Linked DNA regions of Sus scrofa: region 2 is linked to region 1. A link is a contact called in public Hi-C data. All regions are on one chromosome and are shown on one strand. The core of a region is the stretch at or near the end of the contact, and the rest is flanking DNA. Distances in the headings are between cores, read along the strand shown.

The links. Hi-C and Micro-C count contacts between places; a contact is called where the count stands out from the background.
Region 2: a contact with region 1 is called in a Hi-C map of liver, with 5 times the contacts expected there. The contact joins the promoter of TRNAU1AP here to the enhancer-like site in region 1. A contact is called at or near these places in 5 of 47 Hi-C or Micro-C datasets (liver, mesenteric adipose tissue, omental adipose tissue and 2 more).

The regions. Positions count from the first base shown.
Region 1 is chr6:81,533,228-81,541,071 of Sscrofa11.1, reverse strand. No RefSeq gene overlaps it. Among named protein-coding and RNA genes, the nearest start is that of RPL11, 14 kb to the right of the region's middle. Within about 2 kb of position 5,066, at least 4 of the 83 cell types and tissues checked have an H3K27ac peak or open chromatin away from gene starts, as enhancers often do. A contact at or near this core is called in liver, where this site is marked.
Region 2 is chr6:85,563,940-85,571,783 of Sscrofa11.1, reverse strand. TRNAU1AP (tRNA selenocysteine 1-associated protein 1) reads right to left here and starts at 4,354. Exons shown (of 8, transcript XM_005665150.3): 1 at 4,225-4,354; 2 at 3,502-3,599. The coding sequence starts at 4,251. It overlaps RCC1 (regulator of chromosome condensation), which reads right to left. Exons shown (of 11, transcript XM_005665141.3): 11 at 5,923-7,844.

The DNA.
Region 1 (7,844 bases), core at 3,817-6,316:
CCCAACTAGCATCCATGAGGATGCAGGTTCAATTCCTGGCCTCACTCAGTGAGTCAAGAATCCAGTATTGCCATGAGCTATGGTGTATATCACAGACATGCTTAGATCCCACACTGCTGTGGTTTTAGCATAGGCTGGCATTTTTAGCTCTGATTTGAATCCTAGCCTGGGAACTTCCATATACCATAGGCACAGCCCTAAAAAAGCAAAAAAAAAAAAAAAAAAAAAAAATTGGCCATGCCCACAGCATGTGGAAATTCCCAGGCCATGGATTGAACTGGAGCCACAGCAGCGACCCTAGCCACACTGGATCCTCAAACCTCTGAACCATCAGGAAACTCCCCAACTGACTTCTCTATGCCTCAGTTTCTTCATCTGTACTCTACAGATAAGAGTATTAATGGCGTCATTCCAAGGATCAGAGAGTTAACAAAATATTGCCCACACAGGGTAAGCGATCAGGAGCAGAGAGTTATTATAGCTCTCTTTAGCATCTCTGTAACTACTGCAATTTATTCTTTTTTAATTAAAAAAAATATTTTTTGGCCACACCTGTGGCATGTGGGACAGCACTGGATCCTTAACCCATTGAGACATAAGAGAACTCCCTTCTTTTTTAAAAAACTGAAGTGCAGCTGATTTACATTATCAGTTTCAGGAGTAGAGCACAGTGATTCAGTTTATATACATATATACACATACATATTCTTTTTCGGAATCTTTTTTTTTTCTTTTTACAGTCGCACCTGAGGCATATGCAAGTTTCTAGGCTAGGGGTTGAATTGGAGCTGCAGCTGCAGGCCTACGCCACAGCCATGACAATACCAGATCTGAGCTGCATCTGTGAACTACGTGGCAGCTTGAGGCAATACCAGATCCCTAACCCACTGAGTGAGGCCAGGGATCGAACCCACATCCCTACAGACACTATGTTGGGTTCTTAACCCACTGAGCCACAAGAGGAACTCCAGAATCTTTTACCTTATAGGTTATTACAAAATATTGAGTATAGTTCCCTGTACTACACCTTAGGTCCTGGCTGGTTATCTGCTTTTTATGTATAATAGTGTGTACATGTTAATCCCAACCTCCTAATTTATCCCTCCCCTGACTCCCCTTACTTATTCCTTAAGAGAACAAGCCTCAGGCTCAGTCTTTAGCAGGCAACAGAATCTAACCAGCTAGTAATACTGATGTTCCATTTATAGTAGGATATAAAGAGATACAAATTTAACAATAGAGTCCATTTAAAATAAACACTAGATAGTAATACAGGTGGTACCTGGATAGGGCAAAAAGTTAAAAACAATAAAATCAGTATTAAAAGCATAAAAGCTAGAGAAGTATACTCAAGTGTTCTCACATACACAAAAAGATAACTATGTGGGGAGTTCCCATCATGGCTCGGCGGTTAACGAACCTGACTAGGATTCGTGAGGATTCGGGTTTGATCCCTAGCCTCGCTCAGTGGGTTAAGGATGCGGCGTTGCCATGAGCAGTGGTATAGGTTGCAGACGTGGCTCGGATCCTGTGTTGCTGTGGCTTCGGTGTAGGCCAGCAGCTGAGGCTATGATTAGACCCCTAGCCTAGGACCCTCCATAAGCCTTGGGTATGGCCCTAAAAAGCAAAAAAAAAAAACAAAAAGATAACAATGTGAGATGATGACAGGTGTGTTAGCTAACTTGATTATAGGAATAATTTCACAAATGTATGTATATATCAAGTCATCACATTGTATACTTTTTTTTTTTTTTTTTGTCTTTTGTCTTTTTGTCTTTTGTTGTTGTTGTTGTTGCTATTTCTTGGGCCGCTCCCACGGCATATGGAGGTTCCCAGGCTAGGGGTCCAATCGGAGCTGTGGCCACCAGCCTACGCCAGAGCCACAGCAACGTGGGATCCGAGCCGCGTCTGCAACCTACACCACAGCTCACGGCAACGCCGGATTGTTAACCCACTGAGCAAGGGCAGGGACCGAACCCGCAACCTCATGGTTCTTAGTCGGATTCGTTAACCACTGCGCCACGATGGGAACTTTAAATAGATATAATTTTATTTGTCACTTAAACCTCTACAAAACTGAGGGGAAAAAGCTGTGGAAGTGTACTGTTGACTTGTTTATTTGTCTCCCCCACTAAACTGCAAGCTCCGCAGGGACAGAGGCCGTCTACCATTGCTGCATCCCCAGATCCCCATCCCCAGCAGGCACACAGTGGTAGTCAATAGGAATTTGCTGAGTGAATGAGTTACAAAGAAGTATACAGCCTAGCCCAGTGGTTCTCAAAGAATGGTTCTTGAGGAGAACTCTTGTGGTGCAGCAGGCTAAGGATCCCAAGTTGTTACTGCAGTGGCTTGGGTCACTGCTGTAGCACAGGTTCAATCCCTGGCCCAGGAATTTCCACATGCCACAGGCGCAGACCAAACAACAAACAAACAAACAAAAAGAATTGAATCAGTAGCCTGAGTATCGCCTGGGAACTTGTTAGATATGCAGATTCTCAGACACCATCCCAGATCTACTGAATAAGAAAGCAGGATCCCAGCAACCTGGTTTTTACAAAACCAGAGATTTTACAGGAGATTCTATGCACTCTTAGGTTGGATCATCAGTGATCTGTAGGACAAAGATACAGAGCAGCCCTGGGAGACAGCCAAGACAGAATCTGGAGAGCAAGAGCAGAGAGGAGAGAGAGAGCTGCTCACACCGACAGCTCCGTGTTATCAGGACAGACCTACAGGTTGAGAGCTACCAGGAAGAGCAAAGACTCTACCGTGGAAAAGCTTAGTTCCTTGTGGATCTATCGAGTACCAGGCCAGGAAGCCAGACGATCTGGGTTAGGCTTGGTTCGGCCTTTAACCAGCTGTGATCTTGAACATGGCCCTTTAGCTTTTGACCTGTTTCTGCACCCAGAGGGTGCTCCACTGAGAGGGTCCTGCCCTTCAGGAATCTTCCCTTACATCTGGCGGAGGACTTTCCCAGATGACTCACTCCTTCTCAAATGCCTAACATCTCTTCCCCCCTCCTTACTCTCCTACTTTACCAAGAAAACGGCAGCTCAATCAGAAGAGAATATCCACAGATCTTCATCCCACACCTACCACCTATCAACATACACACCCACATATATAACCCACGTACTCAGCCTTTTTGTATTTTTTAATTTAATGATTTTTATTTTTTCCATTATAGTTGATTTACAGTGTTCTGTAATTTTCTACTGTAGAACAAAGTGACCCAGTCTCTCTCTCTCTCTCTCTCACACACACACACACGTTCTTTTCTCACATTATCCTCCATCATGTTCCATCACAAGTGACTAGATATAGTTCCCTGTGCTATATGGCAGGATCTCATTGCTTATCCAATCCAAATGCAATAGTTTGCATCTGTTAACCCCAAGCTCCCAGTCCATCTCTCAGTCTCCTGACTTACCATGATACCCCAGCCACAATGCTAGCCAAATCTAATCCCTCCATTTGTGTGCTAAAAGCAACCCCTCTCACTTATTCAAAGATATTGCTACAGTGAATCTCCCCTCCCCCATACCAACCTTTCTTTCTACTGTACTATTCCAATCACCAGAAAAAGTTACCTTACCCATCTTTACTCTCTGTGACAGCAAAACTCCTCCTAAGAGTTGTCTATACCAGCTGTCTCCAGTTACTCTCCTCCCCAGTGAAATTAAGAGAATCTTAGGCCCACTCTACTCAGGCTGTCACCTCTACCATCACACCAGCACTGCCTCAGTCAAGGACACCAGTGGCCTCCATGCTGTGAAGCCCAGCAGTCAACTCTCTGTGCTCACTCCATTCGATCCACTGGCAGCACTTCCCTGAGCTCATCGTCACGCCCTCCTCGTGCACACACTCTCACTTGGCTTCCAGATACAAAACTCTTATTTTTCCTCCTATTTTACTGGTCCCTCCTTCTTAGTCTCCTTTGCCGATTCCTCTTCTCCCAGACCTTTCAATGCTGATGTATCACAAGATTCAGTCCTGAGTCATCTATTCATCCCACTCACTCCTTTATAATTTCACACAGTCTCAAAACTTTAAATATAGATACCTTGATGCTGAAGATCTCCAAGCACACATCCGCAGCCCAAACTCCAAACTCTGGGCTGCCTATTCCGCATCTCCCCTTGGATGATTAATGGGCATTTTAAATTAAATATATTCAATGGTGTTCCTGTCGTGGCTCAGCAGAAACGAACCTGACTAGTATCCATGAGGACGCAGGTTCGATCCCTGGCCTCGCTCAGTGGGTTAAGGATCCAGCGTTGCCATGAGCTGTGGTGTAAGTTGCAGACGTGGCTCAGATCTGGTTGCTGTGGCTGTGGTGTAGGCCGGCAGCTACAGCTCTGATTTGACCCCTAGCCTGGGAACCTCCATGTGCCGCAGGTGGGGCCCTAAAGACAAAAAATAAATAAATAAATAAATAAAACATATTCAAAATGGAATTTCTAGTTTCCTGTTGTATCTGCTCCAAATACAGTCTTTCCTATTGAAATAAACAGCAACTCCATATTTTCTGTTGATTAGGCCAGAAATTTATTTATTTATTTTGCTTCTTAGGGCCACACCTGCAGCATATGGAGGGTCCCAGGCTAGGGGTCTAATCAGAGCTACAGCTGCCAGCCTATGCCACAGCCACAGCAATGCCAGATCCAAGCCGTGACTGCAACCTACACTACAGCTTACAGAAACACCAAATCCCCAAGTCACTGAGTGAGGCCAGGGATCAAACCCGCAACCTTATGGTTCCTGGTCAGATTCGTTTCAGCTGTGCCACGATGGGAACTCCGAGAACAGAAATTTAAATCATTCTTGATTTCTCCTTCTCTTATATCCCTGGTCCATTTATTCAAAGAAATCCTGGTTTACTTTTAAATTCTACCCATTGTCTGGTAATTTCTCACCACCTCCAATACTGCCACCATGTCAGACCCAACATGACTGCATGGATTATTGCAACATTTTCTCACAGGACTTCGACCCACGCCCTCACAGTCCAGTCTCATCACAGCAGCGTGAGGCTCAACATGGAAGTCGGACCATGTGATGCCTCTGCTCTAACTCTGCAGAGCGACCTTCCTCATTTCATTCAGCCTTTATTATGGCCTGCAAAGCCCTACACAGCTTCCCCACCCCTTACTCCTCTGACCTCATCCCCTCCTAACCTTCCCCTCCCACCCTGCCTAGTTCTACAGGTCTCTGTGCTACATGCCCCCGGTTGCTCTAGCTGATCCTTCCCTCTGGAAAGCTCTTCCTCACGGATCCATTTGGCCAACTATTACCTCCGGCAGGTCCTCCCGAATCCCACTTTCTCACTGAGGCCTGCCTGGCCCCCTTTCCCCTCCCCCTCCCCACACCTGGCTTTTTCTTTTCTCTGCAGGGCACATCATTTTACACACAAAACATACTTTACGGGAGTTCCCCGCATGGCTCAGCGGAAACAAACATGACTAGTTAGTATCCATGAGGATGTGGGTTCAATCCCTGGCCTTGCTCGGTGGGTCAAGGATCCAGCATTGCCCTGAGCTGTGGTGTAGGTCACAGATGAGGCTCAGATCCCAAGTTGCTGTGGCTGTGGTGTAACCTGGCAGCTGCAGCCCCAATTTGACCCCTAGCCTGGGAACTTCCATATGCTGCAAGTATGGCCCTAAAAAGCAAAAAACAAACAAAAACTTTACAATTTATTACTGATTATTTTCCATCTCCTTCCACTAGAATTTAAGCTCCATGAAGACAGAGATCTTTGTTTTTGTTCACTCAGGTATCCTAAGAATCTTCAACAGTGCCAGGCACATAGTGGGCACTCAAGAAATTTATTAAGTGACTTAAGCAGGACACATTTTTTTAGACAGTCGCATATCTATTCAGTATATTGAAATTTAATATGCTGAAAGTATATAAAGTAATATAATACACATGTCAAATCTGTAAATTCAGTAGTGACAAATTCTTTTCATGACTTTTTTTTTTTGGCCATACCTCAGATGCAGAAGTTCCCAGGCCAGGGATCGAACCTGTGCCATAGCAGTGACAATGCCGGATCCTTAACCTGCCGAGCCACCAGGGAACTCCCTCTTTTATGACTTTGAAAGAAAATATGTGGTAAATAATAACGCTTCAGAAATAACCTGAAGGTGGTTTACAAAGTGAGAAAACTCTTCCCTCTATATACAGACAGGCAAATTCAGACCCTGTGCCATTCTACAGGGCCTTCCCAGTGTAAAGGTTGCATGCTGGAACTTTCAGACCTGGCTGAGCATACAAATCATCTAGGATGCTTGTTGCAAAAAAAAGATTCCTATATTTTACTCTAAGCACTTTAGGGTTGGGGCCTGGAATCTGTATTTTAAATAAATGTCTCAGGTGATCCTCCTATAACTAGTCTAGTACTGGACAAAAATTAGGACTTAGGGACTGCTGCTGGGTCAGAAAACAAACAAGGAGGAGTTCCTGTTGTGGCGCACGGTTAACGAATCCGACTACGAACCATGAGGTTGCGGGTTCAATCCCTGGCCTTGCTCAGTAGATTAAGGATCCGGTGTTGCCGTGAGCTGTGGTGTAGGTCAAAGACGTGGCTTGGATCCCATGTTGCTGTGGCTGTGGTGTAGGCCGGCGGCTAGAGCTCCGATTAGACCCCCTAGCCTTCGAACCTCCATATGCCGCAGGAGTGGCCCTAGAAAAGGCAAAAAGACAAAAAGACAAAAAAAAAAAGAAAAAAAAAACAACCGAGGACTCTTTGGCTCAGATGTTCTGACTTCATGACTGAAACACAATTGTCTACCTTGTAGAGTAGGGTTTTTCTAATGGATTAGAATCAGCATTAGGAAAAAAAAAGTTTTTAACAGAACAGATTATAAAATAAGAATGCACTGCCTGTACTAAAGGTATTGTTTTATGAAATACTTTTCAGAGGTGAGTACATATGTATATAATAACAGTGATATAATTTTGTGTGGGGGGGCTGTGGTCAAAAAATGCTGAAAGCTATCGTTGAGAGAGAACAATGAACCTCAGCTTTCCCTGTGGTAAGAATACGAATTTCTGAGCCCTGCAAAGTAAAAATCCGCATTTTTAACAAGTGACTGACACAGGTGGCCCTGAGCTTTGTGAACTCAAATGCGCCCCCAGGACCCAACTCTAGCAGTGCTCTTCAATGCTGAGGCAGGGGGAAGGAGGGGGCTGGAAGGCCCTTGGGAGGAGCAAATACCAACCTTCCATTTTTTGGTGGCGCTAAGGGATGACTGGGAAAAGTACAGTTAGTATCACTGTCCTGTCATATTGGGGAGGGACACTAATTTGTTATTTACAGCATTAAAAAGGTCACTGGATTTTTTTTTTCCACCTAAAAAGTGGAGGAAAGGAGTTCCCATCATGGCACAGTGGTTAACAAATCCGACTAGGAACCATGAGGTTGCGGGTTCGGTCTCTGCCCTTGCTCAGTGTGGTGTATGTTGCAGACTCGGCTCGGATCCCGAGGTGCTGTGGCTCTGGCGATTCAACCCCTAGCCTGGGAACCTCCATATGCCGTGGGAGCGGCCCAAGAAATAGCAAAAAAGACAAGAAAAAGAAAAAAAAAAAGTGGAAGAAGGAGGAATGTGCACTTTTTGTCCACTTAGCAGTAGGGACTGTATCTGGTTCAATGCCATGCTTCAGGGAGGGAAGCATTCAAGTTCATGCTGAATGAATCACAAGAGAGAGAAACGCTCAACTGAGAGAACAGGAAGCTGTACGTGGGCCTCTCCAAGTTGCTGTCATCCTCAAGGCCCAGTTCTTCGTATTTTAGGGACTCCTTGTAAGAAAAGCCCAGAAAATGATCCCCTAAATCTGAGCTT
Region 2 (7,844 bases), core at 3,105-5,604, 4.0 Mb before region 1:
ATTGTTAATTTTCCTTAACAGCATCCTTAAAGCCGCCACCAGTGAAATAAACCAACTTTTTTTGCAAATACAATATTCAGTTCAAATAACCTTATGGACACTAAGCCGAAAGGTAGGGGCAAAGGCAGTACCTGAGCCCACAAATCTCAGAACATAGTCTATGAACTCCATAAATGTGTGCTGACTGATGCTTAGAAGAATGGTGGGCCAAATCTGTACCTTCTGTCTTGAGTGTTCTAGATTCTTAAGTCCTAAGCCGCTGAGCCACCAAGAAACCCCTCCTTATTTTCTGATACATTTCAAAGTAAATTGCAGATATTGATAGACATCCCTCAATTCTTTCAACGTGCTTACTATTAGAGTTCAAATATTGTTGAGTCTTTCCTTTTAAGGTAAAATTTACATGCAATGAAATGTACTAATTCTTTCAGATGCTGAGCTAGTTCCACCACAGGTTAATTTTGTGCATCTCAGAATTTTAAATAAATGGAATCATACAGTAAGGCTTCTTTCATTTAGCATGCTTTTTAAGATTCATTCATATTATTGCTATATTAGTAGTCTGTCCCTTTGTATTGCTAAGCCATATCCTATTTTATAAATATATCGAAAATACCAGTAGTTATTTATTTACATATGAAGGGATACTTGGGCTGCTCTTTTGGGCTACTGTCATAACACTGCTATGCACATTCTTTTTTTTTTTTTTGGCTTTTTGCTATTTCTTTGGGCCGCTCCCGCGGCATATGGAGGTTCCCAGGCCAGGGGTTGAATCGGAGCTGTAGCCACCAGCCTACGCCAGAGCCACAGCAACGATGGATCCGAGCCGCGTCTGCAACCTACACCACAGCTCACGGAAACGCTGGATTGTTAACCCATTGAGCAAGGCCAGGGATCGAACCCGCAACCTCATGGTTCCTAGTCAGATTCGTTAACCACTGCCCCATGTCGGGAACTCCCTGCTATGCACATTCTTTTTCAAGCCCTTTTTTGGTGGAAACATGCTTTCCTTTGTCTTGGGTAAATACCTAGGACTAGATCTGCTGGGCCATAGGACTAGATGTGTATATGAGAAACTGCCAGACACTTGCCCCCAAGGGTTATACCATTTTAAAGTCCCATCAGAGATGAGACGTGTGGTTGCTCCACCTGGGACTGCATTCTTTTTTTCCTCTTTGTTGAGTTTTCAAAATTGTGGTTAAATATACATTACATGGAGTTCCCATCGTGGTGCAGCGGAAACGAATCCGACTAGGAACCATGAGTTTTCGGGTTCGATCCCTGGCCTTGCTCAGTGGGTTAAGGATCTGGCCTTGCCTTAAGCTGTGGTGTAGCTTGAAGATGCAGCTCGGATCTGGCGTTGCTGTGGCTCTTGCATAGGCTGGCGGCAGCAGCAGCAACAGCAGCAACAGCTGCGATTAGACCCCTAGCCTGGGAATCTCCATGTGCCGCGCTCTAGAAAGACAAAAAGACAAAACAAATGTATATGTACATACACACACACATTACATAAAATTTATCCTTTTAAACACTTTTTTCTTTTTTGGTCACCCCACGGTATATGGAGCTCCTGAGCCAGCGATCCCGATCTGAGCCATAGTTGTGACCTAAGCTTCAGCTTCGACAACAGGATCCTTAACATACCGCACCAGGCTGTGGACAGAACCTATGCCCCAGGGCTCCCAAGACGCTGCTGATTTTAAGTCTTTGTCATATGAAGCAGAATGCACATATAATGTGTCTGTAAGTGCCACCATAAGAAACGGCCAGAGTTTAGCAATCAAGGGTAGGAAAGACTAGTTGCAAACCTTATTTCAATAAACATGAAAACATGAGAAACTATGTCAATGTTTTAAAAAATATAAAGTACTACAGAATGTATTTTTATGCAAGTAGCCTACTATCAGTGTTTTCTTGTCTACAAAAGCAAGAAGAAAAATACCTAGGCCAGCATGATCTATCATTCAGAAAACTGGCCCCTGGGTACCGGGGTTCTGAATACATAAAGTATTCGTTCACCAGGGAGTTCTCGTTGTGGCTCAGTGGTTATTGAATCCGACTAGGAACCATGAGGTTGCGGGTTCAATCCCTGGCCTTGCTCAGTGGGTTAAGGATCTGGCGCTGCCGTGAGCTGTGGTGTAGGTGGCAGACTTGGCTTGGATCGATCCCAAGTTGCTGTGGCTGTGGTGTAGGCCGGCGGCTACAGCTCCGATTAGACCTGTAGCCTGGGAACCTCCATATGCCGCGGGTGCAGCCCTAGAAAAAAACAAAACAAAACAAAGTACTTTAGAGTTGGCCACATTTCAAATCTCTCATCTGTATTTTTCAATTACTTGATGTTTTTAGCACGCTGCTTTAGTACTTGGCACAGAGTAGACACTTGATAAACACTGTCAGATTGATAAGGAATCCTGTTATTTCTAACTAGAACCCTAAGGAAACCTACGACCCTCAAAGAGAAAGAAGAAACTGGAGGCAATAAATAAGAGCACTATTATATGGAAATCTATTCTGCATTTTGTCTTGTTTACATATTTACAGTCTCATTCCCCTGTTAGAATGTAGAATGTAGGAGAGAAATGACTGCATCTGGCTTGTTTCAGTCATATATTTTGGGAATCTAGAACCCTGGCATGTAGCAGTGTCTTACACAAGAGTTATGGGCACACATGAGCTTTGAAAACAGACCTGAATTAGAGTCTTGGCTTCTCATTTAACAGCTGCGTAACTTTAAGACAGTTACTATGCTTCTCTAATAATAGTACCTAGCTCAGGGGTTTTTGTGATTTTGAAATGCTTATTACCCAGCAGATCATGATCTGTTTATATTTACCAAGCATATACCATATGCCAAACACTGTTCTAAATGCTGAATGGGAATTAATGGCACTTAGTCCTCATCAGAACTCTATGAGGTAGGTGCTATTATTATCTCCATTTTTATGGTGAAGGACAGGGAGAGGCTGAGTAACTTGCTCAAGGTCACACAGCACACAGAGCGTTCAAACCCACTCTGGCTCCAGAGTCAGCAACACATTATACTTCCTCTCAATAAGCCCTGAAATGTTAGAATTTATATCATTGTAATAATTATTATTATTTTTTTTTTTTTTGTCTTTTGTTGTTGTTGTTGTTGCTATTTCTTGGGCTGCTCCCGCGGCATATGGAGGTTCCCAGGCTAGGGGTTTAATCGGAGCTGTAGCCACCGGCCTACGCCAGAGCCACAGCAACGCGGGATCCGAGCCTCGTCTGCGACCTACACCACAGCTCACGGCAACGCCGGATCGTTAACCCACTGAGCAAGGGCAGGGACCGAACCCGCAACCTCATGGTTCCTAGTCGGATTCGTTAACCACTGCGCCACGATGGGAACTCCTGTAATAATTATTATTAGGGGTGAGAAGCCTCTGACTCTCCGAAGGATGTTTACCTTCTGAATGACACCTGCAGTTGATCTACTAAGGGAGAACTGAGAAGACAAGAGGGGAGGAGAGAACATACCCAGTGAGGCGATTTCGGATAATTTTGACGCTCATCACAGTCTCTCCCATGGTGGCAAAGGCTCTGGAGATGAAGTTCTCATCCATGTAGGGCTCCAGCTGCGCAAATATAAGAGCAGAGCAGTTCAGGTCAGTACCCAGGCTCCTCATTCCCGGATCCGGAGCCCCTCCCTGCTCAGTCCAGGGTTGGGTGCACGCTGCGGGCAGGAGTAGGGTGAGGGTGAAGAGGTTTCCATCCACTCCGGCGTTCCCAGCCTCTTGCCTTCCTTCCCTTCAAGGCTGCTCCTTTTAGGAAGCCTCCCCCTTGGATTTAGGAACCCCATTCCTGCAGTCCTCGAACCAAGGCGCACTTCAATCCTTGGGATTCTTCCCATTCTATCCACGCAAAGACCCTCCCTTTTTCCCTCCCCAGAATCCAGGCTGGGCTGGGCCCCACGACCCCTCCCCCTCCGAATCAGCCCCCGCACCTAGATGCTAGGGCCTGCTTCGGCATCACTAAAACAACTCTCCTCATTCTCTTCCACCCTTTTGGGATCCGAGGACCCCTCCCCCTCAGACCCGGCCCCTTCACCTACACGCTGGGACTTGCTTTGGCACCACTGAGAACTCCCCTCCCCATTCACTGCCACCCTCTTGAGAGCCGAGGACCCCTTCTCTTCAGACCCTTTTGCCCTCGTGACACTATATTTCTCCTCCGCTGAACCGGGCGGCCGCCCCAACTCACGTCGCCCATCCACAGGCTGGCCGCCATGCCCGAGGCCCCGCCAGGCCTACGCGAGCCTCAGAGGCTGGCGCGTACGCCGCTCCGCGGGGTTGCGGCCTCCACGGCGCATGCGCCCCCATCGCCTTCTGCGCACGCTCGGCAATTCGGCGCCCAAGGCAACGCAGACTGGCGGGTCCGGGTTTTTCCGGATCCCTGTGGGCGTGTCTCGAACCGGAGCCTGCGGGATGGGGCGGGGCAGACACCGCCTTGCGCGGGACCGTGGGGGGCGTGAATGACTGGCTTTCTCCGGACTCTTTCCGGCTTTAAACACACGCGTACGTATAGAATTATAAAAGTAGTGTATGTTCATGGCAAAAACTTAAAATAGAAGCATATTTCCTAAAGTGAAAGATCCCTTTTGGAAGCCTGGACGATCCAGTTCCACTAACTATGTATGACCTCTGGCAAATCACTGGTCTGCCTCCGCCACCCCTTCAACCTGCTTTTCTCAGGTTACGAAACGGAAAGGACAGGATTTCTGTTGACGCTGGACTGGCATCCTTCCATCATTCCCATGCATAGAACTAGGCTGTGGGAGGGGAGAGGAGGGGAGGGCTAACCAACCAACAAACAAATCAATCCCCATCTTGTCACTCTCTTGCGTCTCACGTTCCCTACAATAATCCAAACCACCAGAAGTTCTAACCTCTCCCAGGAAGAGACTTGCCATAGAAGGCCTTCAGCAGACTCGATTTCGATGGCTAGATAATCCTGACAGTTTGACTCTTCGTCTGGGAAGGTCCCAGACCTCAGCCTCAGTTTGATGCCCTTTCCTCAGAATGTGAAGATTCTGTAGATGATGATTGTCATCTCCAACACTGAAGCTCATCGCTTGATGGAGAATCCATTTCCCAGGCTCCTTCTGGGTTGATGGCCACTTATGTCCTTCCTTGCCAGTTCATATATTCCAAACTTATGTTGTTGGGGCCCAAAGTCAAGCACTCTGAAGTCTTGAGATTCAACCAAGTTGCCACATTTCCAGCTTTATCCTATTCATGGCCGTAGTAGTGTAGCGGTTGGGTGCTTCAACTACACATTTGAACAAATGGAGCCCAAATCCCAGCCCCTTCCAATTGTGTTGTTGTTATTAGCGATGTGGGTAACAGCAATGCTTACCTCATACCATGTTTGTCGTATGGAGAAATTGAGAAGTTGAGAAAGCACTTGGCCTAATGCCTGGCATCCAGTAAGCTCTCCAACACAGCAGCTGGAGGACTTGGAATTATGACTGATAACTCTTGAGTACTAAAATTTGCCAGCCCTTGTGGGGTGCTCTTTGATTACTATTTTTAAAATTTATTTTACTTGTGCAAGACTTGTAAGTGTTTATTTTTAATTTAAAATGTAAGCTTCATCAGACAGGATTCCTTGTTGTTTCTAATCAAATTCCCACAACAATGTCTGGCATATGGGAGGCACTGAAAACATTTTTGAATTTGTCATAAATACTAAACAGTTCTCTCCTATCCCATCTATCCCTGCCCCTGAAGGCAACCACTTCCAAATCTTTTCCCTAAAATCCAAGTATTTCTAAATAACATACTTTCTCTTCATTTGTGGTTTCAGATCTTTTTAAGGACTGCACCTCATACATACACTTCACCATCTTGTAATTATAATTTTTCAAAATATCAAACACTTACATTATTATGACTTTGTAAACATTATTTATAGCTGAACCATATGGGGTGATTACATTTGTTTTCAGGTAACCAATTCAGGTTGGAGGAGAATGGGGGAAAAGATAAAATTGAGCGTATTTGATGTGTTTGAACACAAAAAAAGGAGATTTACTTCTCATAGACACTGACATTAAATTAATGATACTTATACCAAAAAACTAAGCATGTGAAAAACAAGGCGATTATTAACCACAGGGAATTTTAAAATGTGCAATGGTCATAATAGCAAAGACTTCTGGAACATTTACTCTGTGCCCAACACTGTTCTAACATATGTAAACACCTACAGAGAGCTTTATAACTCTTACATCCAATACAGGGAAAAGGAACTGAGGTTTTGGGCTCAGGTGGAGGCTGATTTAATCACCAGCCTAGGGAGTTCCCCTGTGGCTCAGCAGGTTCAGGACCCAGCACTGTCACTACTGTGGCTCAGGTTGCTGAGGTGCATGAGATGCGTGTTCAATCCCTGGCCCAGGAACTTCCACATCCCATGGGTACAGCCAAAAAAAAAAAAAAAAAAAAAAAAAAAAAAAAATCCAGCCTAGTCTGTGCACTTGCTAGCTTCTTAGCCTCAAGCTCGTCAGTTCTCAGGAACTTTTTTCTGAGGAAGAGCAATTCCTATTTCACAGGGCTGATGTGAGGATTGAATGAGCTATTATTTTATGCAAAATGCTCAACACTGCCTGTTTTAGGTCTCAATCCACAAGAGCTGTTACCAAGGACAGGGTACTTTCAATCTGCTATATTGTCAAAAGGGAAAACTTCAGTAAACTTAATCCAAATGCACTTTTTTTGAGGGGAGAGTGGGGCGAGGGAAGAGTGGACACACAAGTACTTCTTACAAAGAAAATACTAAAATCAAAAGTGTGAGTTTTCCCTTCTAAGAAGTCAATTTCTAATCAGTATAGTACCTGCATCAAAATGAAAAGTTCAAGAAAAAAAAATCACAGAATACATTTTAAGTCATTTTACAGCATAATTCATTTTTCCAAGAGTCACTGACATCCAAGAATCTTCCTGGCACTAATAAAACTTTCCTGCTGTACATTTACAGACCCACTATATCAGCACTGTCCACTTAACTTTCTACAATTATAGAAATGTTCTATATATTTCTGTATTTGCATAGCCCAATACTATAGGCACTAGCCACATTTGACTATTGAGGACTTGAAATGTGGCTAGTGCAATCGAGGAAGTTCATTTTATTTTTACAAATTTAAACTAAATATGAATAGCCACATGTAGCTAGTGCCCACCATACTGGACAGGTCAAACTCTGTAAGATTTGGTTGCTCAAATGCCTGTGAAAATCTACATCATTATGCATAAGTTATCTTAAGAGATACTGTGCAGTTAATCATCTCTACCAGGTGTGGAAATGACATATCATCCAGCTTAGTATAAGCATTTCTAGAGAAGTACTGCACTCAAAAATCTTGGTTTGGGATTAGGATACTAAAAGATCCATCCCATGCCTCTCATATTATATAGTTTTTTTTAAAATCCAGTGATTCCTGAAACAAAAATACCTAACAAAAATCAACTCAATTTTTTTGATTTGTCTCTAACAGCCACTATTCCATATTTTTTTTAAAAAAAGAAAAGAACAGCTGACTGGCACACACGAGGACTTCTGCAAATCCTAGTCTTGAAGTCCTAGTCTTTGCCAGGTCCACAGGCATGGATTTATTCTGCCCTTCCCAACACAGCAGGTGCTCCCTTAAAAAAGCAGGGAGTGCGTAGAAAACAAGTGGCCTGTTTTATAAAACTCTAAATTTATTCAAAGTGTTAAAAGATTTCACTCTCCCCTCCAAAATAGTTTACATTAAAAAAAAAAAATCAAAACCCTTCTATTTTTTAAGCCACTGTACAAGCTGCTGCTTCCTTTTTTGGGGA